3 separate regions of the Rattus norvegicus genome follow, and regions 2 and 3 are each linked to region 1. A link is a contact called in public Hi-C data. All regions are on one chromosome and are shown on one strand. Each heading gives the region's core, a stretch centred on a gene start, on an enhancer-like site or on the middle of the called end of the contact. The rest is flanking DNA. Distances are from core to core; before and after follow the strand shown. Region 1 holds the start of Setbp1 (SET binding protein 1). Region 2 has its middle 150 kb from the start of Slc14a2. Region 3 overlaps Setbp1 (SET binding protein 1).

What was found. Hi-C and Micro-C count contacts between places; a contact is called where the count stands out from the background.
Region 2: a contact with region 1 is called in a Hi-C map of frontal cortex, with 2.2 times the contacts expected there. The contact joins the enhancer-like site here to the promoter of Setbp1 in region 1. A contact is called at or near these places in 4 of 12 Hi-C or Micro-C datasets (the Rat2 cell line, frontal cortex, hepatocytes and 1 more).
Region 3: a Hi-C map of frontal cortex shows a contact between it and region 1, with 2.1 times the contacts expected there. The contact joins the enhancer-like site here to the promoter of Setbp1 in region 1. A contact is called at or near these places in 2 of 12 Hi-C or Micro-C datasets (frontal cortex and liver) and 1 of 1 datasets of contacts at active chromatin or transcription factors (oligodendrocytes).

What each region holds. Positions count from the first base shown.
Region 1 is chr18:74,825,570-74,829,971 of GRCr8, forward strand. It overlaps Setbp1 (SET binding protein 1), which reads right to left and starts at 1,886. Exons shown (of 6, transcript NM_001427626.1): 1 at 627-1,886. It overlaps LOC120098177 (serine/arginine repetitive matrix protein 5-like), which reads left to right. Exons shown (of 5, transcript XM_039097295.1): 5 at 196-939. The coding sequence ends at 939.
Region 2 is chr18:74,460,697-74,465,098 of GRCr8, forward strand. No RefSeq gene overlaps it. Among named protein-coding and RNA genes, the nearest start is that of Slc14a2, 150 kb to the left of the region's middle. Within about 2 kb of position 2,470, at least 4 of the 93 cell types and tissues checked have an H3K27ac peak or open chromatin away from gene starts, as enhancers often do.
Region 3 is chr18:74,518,625-74,523,026 of GRCr8, forward strand. All of the region lies in intron 4 of Setbp1 (SET binding protein 1), which reads right to left. Among named protein-coding and RNA genes, the nearest start is that of Slc14a2, 210 kb to the left of the region's middle. Within about 2 kb of position 2,372, at least 13 of the 93 cell types and tissues checked have an H3K27ac peak or open chromatin away from gene starts, as enhancers often do.

The DNA of each region.
Region 1 (4,402 bases), core at 636-3,135:
CATTGGCTGGACCACTTCTCGCCTGTTCTTCTATTAACGACACGTTAGATTCTGATACATTTAACACCCCCCCTCCCAATCCAACTAGGTTACAATGTAGCTCTCTAGCTCCACTTAACCTGCAAGTTACAAAGAGAGGGGAAAAAATATCCTGCCGCCTCCCCACCCCTTTCCCTACCCCCTCCCTTTCCCCAGTCCACTTCACCAAAGCCAAACCCGCCAGCCCAGGCAGCCGGCAGCAGGACCAAGGGAGGGTGTAGAAGGAGGGGGTGGGGAGGGGATCAGATTAGCCGAAACTCAATAAGCTCCCAGCCCTCCAAGCCCCATGCTACCACCATCACCGCCACCAACGGGCTACTCCAGTTAAGTCAGCACCACTGGCGACCCACCAGCCGGCGGAATCGCGCCCATCCCCGCGCAGCTTCGCGGGGACCTGCATCCCGCCCCCTTGGCCGGGTCCCCCCCACCCCTACTCCAGCCCAGTGCAAAGTCAAAGCCCCGGCAAGGCGACGTGAACTTTTGCATGCATGGCACACACCGCCCCCGGCCCCGGGCGCGCTGGGCCCGCGGCGCGGCGGGAGGCTAGGCGCCCCAGCTCCCGCGCCAAGGTCGCCGCGCTCGCTCACCCATGTCCCGGCGGCTCCGGCTCCGCTGGCCCGGGCGCTCGCTCAGATTCCGCCTCCGGTCGCTCGTCCGAGCCCCCAAAGGTGCTGCTGCGGCAACTCCATAGCGACGAGCATCTGTCAAACGGCGACGCGCGGGGCGGGCCGCCCTCGCTCGGGGGGCGCCGGGGCCCCCGGGCGCGCAGGCGGCGGCGAGCGCCCCGGCCAGCCCCGCGCTTCCCGCCTGCCGCGGCCGCCTCCGCCGCGCCACCGATTTACGGAGAGAGATATCAAGGGGGAAAATGGCGTCTCCGGAGCCCGAGGAGTCCTGGAGTAATCACATTCACACACACGCCCGCCCGCACGCACACACACTCGCACACACTCGCACACAGGCGCGCGGCGAGCCCGGCTAATTTTAGCAGGAACCAAATATAATATACATATATGTACATATACATAAATATGCATATGTACATATATATTATTTAGATTTCCCCATCTCTCCGTTCAATGCTATTTTTTCCCTTTTCTCCAAAGGATGGATTGGAGGGTTACAAAATGTTGCCCGGCTGGGCTCGCAGGAGGCGGCGCGCCGAGGGCTGGGGCGCTTTTGCTGAGCTGTGCAGTTCGGTTCCCGGCGCCCGCCGGCCCTGCCGCCGCTGGTCCGCCCGCGGTCGCTACTGCCGCCGCCGCCGCCGCCGCCGCCGCTCTATGGCCGCGCCCGCCCCGCGCCCCCTCCGCGTCCCCTCGCCGCCCGCCCGCGTCCCCGGCGAGCGCTGGAGTGGGGTCGGGCCCGTGTGCCTGCCTCCCGCGCCCTCTCCGGAGTCCCGGAGTCCTACTGAAAGGAAGGGGGAGGGCGTGCGCGGGGGAGGGGGAGGATTGAAGCGGCCGCGCGGCGGAGCCGACGGGGACTGCCACCCCGCGATCTCTCTCGGAGGGGGCGCGAGAGCCCACACTGCTCGCCCCGCGAGCCCGGGCCGCTCCCCAGCCGGAGCCCAAGGAGGCGCAGCCAGTGAGCGGCCGACGACCTCTCTGTCCCTCCACCGCCCCCCTGGGTAGATTTCGGTCAATTGAAGGGATCTGGGTTCTTGCCGGAGGGGAAAGGAAAACAGTTCGGGGACGCGGATCGGGGACCCCTCGCCGCTCCGGAGCCCCTCCCGCTCCCCAGTGCCCTCGCGGCCCAGTAGCTCCAGCGAGTCGGAGTCTGCCGCGGAGACTGTGCGGCCGCGGGGACCGCCGCGGGCTGGGCGCCGGTTCCCGGGCTCAACACTGCCACTATCTGACACAACAGGAGCAGTGTTGGGGGGAGCTAGCTGCGTGAAGAGACGCGAGACGTGATAGGCTCTCCTAAATGGGTGCTCTTTTTTTTTTTTTTTTTAAACCTGGTAATTACATTTCACTTCCAGAGATTTATATTTTTTGTTAAGCTACTTGTTTGCATTCAGACGTTCACCAGCATCTCTCATTATTCAGTAGAACCGGACCCTTGATGAAGGCAAGGACCAGACAGGGATGACAAATGCACATTGACATACAGGGTGGCAGAAGTGAACAACATGAGAGCAACGTCTTCCTTTCTGACAAAATAAAATAAAATAAAATAAAATACGGCGCTGTTTCAAATCCCTCTGAGAATCTGTATTTGGGTTACAAGGGTCTTTCCAGGACAACTGAGCAATGAAACCCCTCAGGTTTCTATCGATGCCCTGTGACAAAATGAGGTGAATGTGATGGTTTTGGGGGGCACCTACAATGGATCTCTTTTAAACCTCCAGTAAAATGGGAGTTTTGAGAGGGTTCCTGGATCTCATGTTTTCTAAGAGTTTGGGGTCGTTTGGACTGACGAATGGAATGACCCAGAGGTGAGCAAGAGGGCTTCCTTTCACCAAGCCTACCAGCTACTACGGTCCTGCGTTAGTTGATAGTATGAATGCTACCACAGAACTACGCTCAGGCTACCCTTTTACCTGGAGTTTCCAAAGTGAATCAAATTGGTTTCACCGTGGTCTACTTCTCAGAGAACGGCTCTGTTTGGACACGAACTTTTCCCAAAGCTGTCACTGAAAGACTTCAGGGTAGCATTTCAACAGGTCTTTTATCTTCGTTCATATTGGGACGTTATTATTAATTATTTTTTTATAATCTTTAATTATAAAAAAAAAAGAGTAGGGTGGATAGACTGCTAAAGGAGACAGAAACCAAGGCACAGAAGCAAGGTCAAAACCAAACGTACTTTGGATCAAATGGCCGTGAGCTTGTGCTCCCAGACTTCTGAATCCTAGACCTAAACAGAACAGAATCTAAGTCAGTAGTAGCATCCAGTAGGTTTCCCGTCCCTTCTCAAAGGAGAAGGCCACTCAGAAATAGGAATGGCTTTCCCACCCTATATGGCTGGCAGATGTCATAATCAGAAGGGGGAGGGGAGCACGCTTCCTGGTTTGTGTACAGGGTCTTCTTTTCCATCCCGTGACTCCTCGCTTTGAAAGCAAATAGAAGAAACCTGTTCCTTCTTCCAAAATCCACTACAATAGCTCGTTAAGTATAAATGAGTGCAGAGATGGTGTTCACCTGGGAGAATACCTAGTGGACTTCCGTCAGCACAATGTTGAGGAAACGGTAGACTAGCCCAAGCCGTAGAATTAAAGTCACGAATGGACCCTATGTCCCTTGTCTTCTCACTGAGGGTTTCTTAAAAGCCTGTCTTTAGTTATGAGAAGAGAAAGAAGGGAAGAAGGCAAGAAGGGACATTCTTCCTTTGTCTTATCTATGTAGAGAAACTTTCACAGTCTCTTCACACGTTTTAATTTATGCTGGTGTATCACCTTATGAAAATAATGCTATGCAAATGGAATAATGGAGGAGTCATTGAAACCGAACCACTTTCCTGGGTTGTCGAGCTCTTGTTCTCATAGAACTTTCCCCAAATACTAGCTGAATGTCCTGACACCTCCCCTCATCTACTTCCGTAATAGGTCACCTTTGGATGGCCTCCGCACTAAAGCCTAGGGGAGCAAGTCTCAGGCCGACGGAGCAGTCAACGGGCAAACAGTGATGTGCAGGATTGAGAGAGGGTGATCGAGCAGCAGATGAGAACGCACAAGGCATGTGCCTTTTACACTTACACATCTTAATTTTCAGCATCGTGTGGTCAATAAGCTACTGTGTAGTGTAGAGGAGGCGCTGAAACCATGGATGCAGCTAGAGGTGCAGGCGGGCCACAGCACCAACCCTCTCATAGACTGCACAGCTGAGAGGGAACCATTGGCTCATTAATTCCTCTGCACAACTCAGTACAGGCAGACCAGAGATGAGATCCTTACAGGGCGTACAGTACACAGATGCAGAAGAGACGAGCAGGGGTCATGTCTCTTTAACACTGCTGCAAACTTACTGTTTTTGTGCATTTAACATACATATTTCTTCTCTTCTGTTGAACACCTCTCTCTCTCTCTCTCTCTCTCTCTCTCTCTCTTTCTCTCTCTCTCTCATGTATCTTCTCAACAAAATGTAAAATTCATGAGGACTGAGTTTTACCTTGCATGGACCTTGTTAGAAAACGTAAGTGAGGCTCTCTCTCCCTCTGACACCACCATGTAGTCACCTGGGCTGTTGTTTATGCTCTGGGCACCTGGGTACTCATCCTAGAAAACAGTCACACTGAGGTAGCCCTTACCCAAGAGTCTATGTGGGAATGATGCAAGGACATATGGGATGATCGCATCCCACAGCACTTGGGAACTTATTTCATATGTGTAAATTTGAAATCTAGTTCAAAATTGAAAGAACAGCTCCCACCG
Region 2 (4,402 bases), core at 1,220-3,719, 360 kb before region 1:
AGCATATGAATTCCAAATAATTTATGTTCCTATTTGAAGAGGTGGAGCGTAATTTCACACTTCTTAAACGTGGGCTGTGGTACAGCTTCCTCACAGAAAGCACCCTATTGGAAACAGGAAACAAGAAATCTATTGTTGAAAAGCTAGACGGAGGCTAACTCAGGAAGGCAAGCAAGGTCAACAGCATAATGTTGACAGTACCTACCTTTGTAAGAGCAACCAGAATCAAGTTTTCTACTGCTGTCTTCATCTCGAAAACTTACGATCCATCTACCTGTAGGGGAAAAGTTCTGGCAAATCCTAGGCAAGGGATGTTCTACAAAATATCTGGCTAGCTTTCTTCGAAACTATGAAGGATACCAAAACAAAACAAAACAAACAAAAAAAAAACAGTTAAAATCTGAAAAGCCATCATATCTAATAGAAGCTAAATAGTGTAAAAATTAATAGTCATATGTAAAGGACATCAACATGACATGGGGAATGTAGTGATATTATTTTATTAATTATGATAAGCCTAACTATTAACTTGGACTTGCAGTATTATACCATTGAATTCTCACACTATAGTAATTAGGGAAACTGGGCTCAGAATGTTGTTAAATCTAAAGTCATCCTAAAGTATATTTTTGAAAGAAAGGAATATGTGTTACACACTTCCATTTGTGTATGTTCCTGAAGGAGCAAAATTGTGGAGATGGGACATGCATAGATGTTTGTTAGGAGTGTGGACATGGTGGGGGAGGGTGGTAAGTTTAGTGATATATGTGTGGGGATGCTACAACAGAGTATGTCAACTGTGCCAGAAGTTACATAAAGCCATGCATGCAACAGAATTCCATGAATCTTTATAAAATACTCAGATACACCACCACCAACACACATGAGCATGCACAGGCACACACACACACACACACACACACACACACACACACACACACGTGAGGCACACTCACATTAGGAGGACATGTGACTAGGCTCTGTGGATTTTAACCTATCAGGTTATTCTATAGATACTGCGTGGTGATTATGTGGGACACTGATGCAAGAGAAAAATTGTGAGGGGCATCTTTGAATATTCCTTTGCTCCTATGACTCTTAATTATTTCATAATAAAAGTTCCATACATCTTTAGATCTTCTGGGGCATCAGATATTAAATAACTGAGTGAATATTATTAGCAGGGATATGCTACCAAACCTCACTATTGTCTATGTTTTTGTCCCATCTTTCCTGACAAAGTGCTATGCCAGTTGCTTAGTTCGAGAATAGATTCAGGGGTATTTAGAATTCACATTATTGCTGAGTGAAATTTCTGTGTGTATATGTGTCTATAATTTTGAATGTGTATGTGTTTTTGTATGTATGTAATTGTGTGTATTGTGTGTGTGCTTATGTATGTGAATGTATGTATATGTGCGTTTATTTGAATGTTTGTTTTTGTGTGTGTATGTGAGTATGTATGTATGTATGTGTTTGTGGTATATGTATTTGTGTGTATGTGTATGTGAATGTGTGTGTGTGAGAGTGTGTTTGTGTGTGCATATGTGAATGTGAATGTGTGTGTGTGTGTGTGTGTGTGTGTGTTAGATTAAAACTAGAAGTGTCAGAAGCAAAGCAACATGCAAGATTTGAGAAGGCAGAAAAGGTAGAAGAACTTGACCATATTTTTTAAGACTCTATATTAGATTCGCTTCCTGGGTGTGTCTGCATCTCATCTCTGCCTCTCTCTCTCTCTCTCTCTCTCTCTCTCTCTCTCTCTCTCTGCTTCTCTCTCTCTCTCTCTCTCTCTCTCTCTCTCTCTCTCTCTCTCTCTCTCTCTCTCATTCCTTTCCCTTTGTGTCTGTTACTTATGTGAGACTGATAAACAGAATGTGTTTTGAAGCAGATATCCCACCAAGGCATCCAGCTTGGTGAGGAGAATCTCAGCTGGGTTTCATCTCCCAGCCATTGTCTTTTCAGTGAGGTTCCCTTGTACAGAGAGCAGCCTCTAACTTCACCTGGCAGCCACTGACTGATAATTATACACCACCGTCTCGGGAATGAATGAGGCCAGTTAGCAGGTGAGTGGTACAAGAAGCAATGATTGTGGGTTGAGGTCACAAGACCTCTGAGAGGAACTGAAGTTTGAATAAAGCCATAAAGATAATTAGACTTTGGAGAGGCAGATAATGGGGCGGGAATAATCATTATCTAGGTAGGGTAGCTTGAATAGATTCCAGTCGTGCAGGTTTGTAGTTTTCTTGCTGTGGAGGCTGAGACAGGAGGATATCAACACAATGAAAACCCAAACAAGAAACCTAAATGAGGGGTGGGCTTTTCTTACTCATCTTTATGAGGTTGGTACCTGGCACTGCGCTATCAAGGGAAGAGAGGGAGGCAGGCGAAAAGGGAGGGTGTATGGGCTTGACTATAGAGCTGCACAATGTCTTCCTAACCGTCAGTGTTTTGGAACGAGATCTGCTGCTGAGGCCACAACTCAGAATGCCACTTGCTTCACGAATAGTGAAGCATGGAGTTGAGAACCAAGGGCAGGGTTTATAGAGAAGGCATAAAGGTGACAAGATGCCCCACATCTAAGGATGCTGTGGACCTCACAGTGTTCCAGTTCCCTCTTTATAGAGCAGGTGTGGGATAGCTTCACGACATTTTACTCCCAGGGATAGAATTCTTCAGTGACAAAGCCAAAATATATCCTAGGCCTCAGGACTCTTTCTCCAATGCATTGTCTACTGAAAGGAAGCTAATTAGTTATTTTTAAAATATCAAGCTTAATAAGAGAATGTGTGTGCTTTCTGTTTGGAGATTTTAACATTTCTCATTCAGTGCATCCCAGCTTTACCATATGTGAATGTGAATAACACTTTGGAACTTGATTTTTTTTTCTCTAATTTCATCTTAGAAATTAAAAGCTTTCATGACAAGAAAGTATATTGCCACAGTTTTATGCGAACTAGAAATCTGACAAAAAAGAACTGGAAATCTGGATATTGGCATTTCCCACAAAAATCAGGGTTGGCACTATCGATGGAGATGCACAGCTCTGTGTGGGATCCCTTCCCTTCCCCACCCGCCACGCCCACTGGTTATCTCAACTGACCTAAAAAGAGCCTATTCCCGGCCATCCTTCAGCTCTGCAAATCAAACTACCCGGCTCTCCACCTCATCCCAGATGGGTCTTCAAGGTGGGAACTGTTTCCGACATCTCTGTCTCTTAACACCCTCATACAGGTAGATAGGGTGGTTCGTACACATCCTTTCAGAGTACATATCTGACTTTGAAGGCACAGGAGAAAAAAAAAAACCCAAAAACTATGTTCTTCATGTGGTTGTGATGGTGTCCACTGTAATCACAGCGCTTCTGTGGCGGAGGCAGGATGATTGTTCAGAGGCTGAAGTTGACTCAGGTTGCGCAATGAGACACCATCTCAAAACAGACAAGTAAAAGATCAGAAACACCACCCCCAGACAAAGCCCCCATCTATGTTCCTTCTGGATTTTAAGTTAAAAATGCCCAGAGACTAGAAAAATAGAGAGGACTGAGTCCTTCTGGGAACCTAACTTCTCCCAGGGATGGAGAAACAATCCCGTGGCTCTGGACTCAGAATTGACTTGGCTGGTGGAATAGAGTAGTAAGTTAACTGAAGGAAAAAAGACTTGTAGCAAAGTTATGAGACATTTATTGCTTCCACTTATCTATTTGTAGAGAGATTCATTCATAACAACACAGGTACAGACATTTGCTCCTCTCTTGAGAATGACTGCGAACACGCTGTTGGCTGAATGAAAACCCTGGACTTGAGACAAGGGCAGACTTTACTCCTGTGTGAGAAGCCCTTAAGAAGACATTATGGAGACACTTATACATCCTTACTGATTTTGGAAGTATCAACCTGTGAACTGGAATTAGAAAGATTATAGTTTCTCTGTTTAATCCAAGACAGACTATAGAGAAGAGGAAGAACTGACTGGGATTTTCTGAGTCCTGGGTCCTTGACGTTGTTCCTCCACCGTGGATCGGCCTCTGGAAGCTTCTACTCATCCCACCTGACCACTATTACTTTCTGTGGCTGCTTAAAATACCACAAGCCACAATAAATGTCAGAGAGACTGGGGAGGTTATGGAGGAAAAAGGGTAGGCTCATAACCTTTCTGTCGTGTATGTCGTGTTGGCTTTGGGACATGCAGTCTTGGAAGACTAGAGAAAGAAGGGAAAAAACCACATCCTATGTGTATTGTTATAAACTAGAAGAAAGTACAGACTGCACTTGACAGTTTTCCAAATACAAAGTAAAATTTAGGACAGGAAAGGAGGGAACTGAAAAAAATGTGTGCGCATGTTTTTCCCTGTGACTCTTTCTTCCTTTCCCCCATCTTCATATTGCTTAGAAGAGCTAGTTTG
Region 3 (4,402 bases), core at 1,122-3,621, 310 kb before region 1:
GAGCGTACAAAGAAGCCACAATGGTGGAAATCATCATGAATCCAGAACTAAAAACAAACAACAACAACAGAAAACCAGCCAGGATTGACAGGCACCCAGAAATTAGACTTCTCAAGCTGAAATCAAGCACCACAGAGCAAATGAAGTGGTCAGGGAATGTCAATAAACCAAATGCAATATTAAAAAAAAATGTAAACGTCCTCACAAAAATTCCAAACCTGTGAGCTAGTGGATATGCTTGTTCAGATGATTTAACCACCCCACTATATATACATATTCAGAGCAACATGTAATACAGGATAAACAGATACAATTTAATTTCTATTTGTCAAGTAAAATAAAATGCCCTGCTCCATTTTCTAAACCTGGAAATTATTACATTTGCTCAGTTGTAAAACTGACAGTAAAACCTTATTTTTCCAGCGTTGGTTGTGTAATAAGTGGAATGTGTTTTTCTAAATAATCAAAGTTATCTGAGGGCAGCTTTTTCACAGGCCAGAAATTTATTTGAAGGATACCCAGAGTTGAGAGCTCCTGGGTTCTGGTTTTGGGCAGGTAGAGGCTTTTTCTCTCCAACATTTCATCCAAACCTCTCTCTGTAGGAAAAAAGACTAAGAGAGGCTGACTGTGGTCTTCAGTTCTTCTAAAAGCATCCTCATAGGCAATCTTAATTTCTTTGAACCTATAGGCCAGTACCTCCTCTCACCCATGGATCAGTGCCTCCCCTTTATCACCCTCAGATAATCCCTGCAGACTCCTGCCAGATAACCTTCCTCCTTCAGTGCTTCTATACCCCTGTCCTCAATTGGATCACCACCCTTTAACTATTGACTACATGACAGTTCAACTTTTAGGATCGGTCAGATACACCAACCACTGCCTGCTTTGCGCAAACAAATTCAGTCTTAGTTTATTTATTTTATTTATTTTAATTTTGTTTACCTTAAAAACAAGAGTACTCTGTGTGTACGCATGCCTGTACACTAGAAGAGGGGGCATTAGATCCCACTATAGATAGTTGTGAGCCATCAGGTGGTTGCTGGGAATTGAACTCATGACTTCTGGAAAAGCAGCCAATGAGCACTCTTAACCACTGAGCCACCTCCCCACCCCCGCCTTAGTTTCTTTATCTGTGAAAATCAAGACTGAACAGAGAGATCACAGAAATTTTGATGTAAGGCTTAAATGAAGGGTGGGAAAGTCCATTAAGTATTTAGCACACCACTTGGCCCCTAGGAGGTATATTGTTATTAACATTATTATGCTTCACTGAAATTTTGACTTCCTGGTAAGATAATTATTAATTGAAGAAGAGTCTGTGGCCGTACTGTACATGTGTCTCATCCGAAGCAATCACATACCCAACAAACGCATGTCTCACTAAATGACAGCAACGTTTGACAAGGGTATAGAAACAGCAACTTATTGGACCCAAAACCGCACCACGGACGCCACTGTTGGAAGCTGCCGCAAGATGGTACATTTTCCACACTATATACAGAATAGGTTGCAATCGAAGAGTATTAAACAGGAGACGATGTGGTGCGTTATGATTTCAGCAGTCAGAGCAGGACAAAAAGAAGGGTGGCGGTGCTAGAGACTACTTTCTTTTCTCATTTCAGCAAAATGAAAAACTGAGGAGAGTTTAGCTGTGAAAGCCATTAATTCAGAAATACCACCAGGGTGAAGCATGGTGACTTGGAAACGCTGGAGTTCCCTGGCCCAGACATTAGGATAACAGAACATCAAGTGGTAGGGACCTCTGAGTCCATGCTGTTCAGTGTCACAAGGCCAAGGTTCTGAGAGGCCACCATAGTGTCAGTGTAGTAATATTACCTTCAGCCCTGAGACCCTGGATCCTCAGAAATACGTTGCTGAGTTAAGAAGTAGGGGCCACCCAGAGGAGAGACAGAGTTTGCAGATTCTGTTCTTCCTCTCCATACAGGACACATTTCCCAGAAGATCTGGGAGAGGCATCCCAGTCTGCTGTTGGCCTTGTGTGTTCTTTTCTCCTATGATCCGGGGAACGGTGTGATACCCTCATCCTTCCTGTGCCTCTCAAAAGTCCATAGCACATGCTATTTGGTGGGTGAAAATCAATTCAGGATCCTTTTATCTCCACATTAAATCCCCATAGCCAGCTGTTTTTATACGGAAGTCCCCACAGGCTGGGTCTGCTCTACTGACCATTAGCAAGAAAACAAAGAAGGAGGGAAAAGAGGGGTTGGTATAGGAGTCCAAAGGCGGGTGGGGTGGTGGAGGTAGTGGTTGTTAAACGATGTCATTTCCATGCAGTCATGAAAGAGGACAAGGGATCTTCCTCTCCTTGAACAATAAAGACTCCAGCTAATTTTAACTAGAGTTGGCTCTAAAAAATCCTGCAGTTGACTGTGAGTCACTGGCCCTCAGGGAATAGGAAGGAGTTAGGGGGTGGTGGTGAGAGGTGTGTGTGTGTGTGTGTGTGTGTGTGTGTGTGTGTGTCCATGCGTACGTGTGTGCAAACCACCGTGTATAATCTTGCAGTGCCCAGAGCCCTGGAGATCTTCGAACAGTTCAGCGGCGCAGGCCAGATTCATTAAAAACCCTGGCAACAGGCCAGCAGTTAAAATTGAAGCAGCATATTTATTGCATTTTGTTCAAATAAATCTGAAAACGTGTGAATCATATTCCTCGGAGAGATTGGGAGAAGAGGTAAACAGCATCAGGCTAATACTTACAAGCCGTGGTGGAAAGAGAATGGAGACACCAAAGGGTCTGCTGCTGCAGCGACTCAGGGCTGCTAGCTCTTTGTGGGTGACCAGAGGAAGCCCTACTCTCCCACCCCCTTCCCTCTGTGCTCAGCCTTGGCCTTAGCCTCAGGTGAGGTAGGGCCTCTGCTCTCTGCCCTAGGTTTCCCAATGGTTTCCTGGTTTCTCCCACCCTGCTCGTTGGGAGCAATTTCTCCCTGACACTGTGCCTGCAATTCTGCTTCACCACAGCAGCTGCAGAAATTAGATTCAATTACAGGTTTTCCTAAAATAGTATATAAGAGATAATCCCCCCTACACACACACACACACACACACACACACACACACACACACACACACACACACACACACACACACACACACACACACACCTCATGCCCACCAGTCCAGTTCCTATGAGGCTCACCAGGAGCTCAGGCTAATTACTGAAGCAAATGAAACTAGCTGGCCATCAGTGCTACAACTGGGCTGCAGTCCTTCTGTCACTATCGAGAGCCTTCAGTAAGCCCCAGAGGGCTTGCTTGCCTAAAGGAGTCAGAGCTGGGAAACTGGGAATTTGGGGGGGGGGGGGCTCAGTTTCTTTAAGTACAAAATACTAATAATGCTTCTCGGATGGTAATTAGGAGGAATTAATGTGTCATATAAAAGCTCCCGAGTCAAGAATGTAATATCTTCACCCCAAATAGCACGTTCTCTACTCCTGCCTGTTAAAGATACGCCTTGTGGACATGGATCTGTAATGTTCAGTTTCTAGTTTTCTCTGTTCAACCCATTTGTTGTCCTAGCATCGTTCTGCCACCAACCACCTTGTGTACTGCCTTTCTTCATACACTGACTGGTTGGTGTGAGATGTCGATAAAGACAGATTAGCACAATACACCCTCTTTATTATTATTAAAAAAAGCGTATCTCTACATTTTCAAAAGCTCTCTGGTCTTTCGACAGACACCGAAAGCATGGTGCATGGCTGGGCTGTCCCAGCCACGTTCATGGCCACCCAAGAAGATCAAGTGCATCTGTGTCACAGTCAAAGCCCTTGGGAAGGCAGGAGCACAGGCATCTGCTCATATTAACTGGTATTCAGTTCATAGGGAAAGCTTCCATGATGAGATCAGCAAAGATAAATTCAGCTCAGTTATCAGCAGCGAATCCATAAATCTGGAAGCACAGGTCTGAGTCAGGGCCAGAATGAGACGACCTGACACGGGACCTGGGAACCATTGATCAGAATCCCAAGAGCGAAGTTGAAAAGATGGCCAAGCAGCAGCTGTCCAGTCTGCTGCCTCCTCAGTGTTGTGGCAAACACAATTCCTCCTTTTCTGCTCTGTCCATGTTCAAAGACACTGCTCTGTACTCTACGTGACCTGGAACCTAAGGAGCATGTGGAGACTTATGCTACCTGCCTGTGCCTTTCCCTTCTAGCCCTGGAGTTCTAGATCCTATTGAGATACTTGTTGCCCAGGACCAGAGACCAGATCAAATCACTTACATATATCCATGATCCATTTCACATTTACCATGATCCAATTTCTGGGACCTTACATTCATTCCCACTTTAAAGAGGAGAAAACTGAGACAGACTAAATTATATTTTTATTTTAAACACTAGAAGCTAGAGTCCAAGCAAAGAAGCAGAGGTTGAAGTCCCTCTG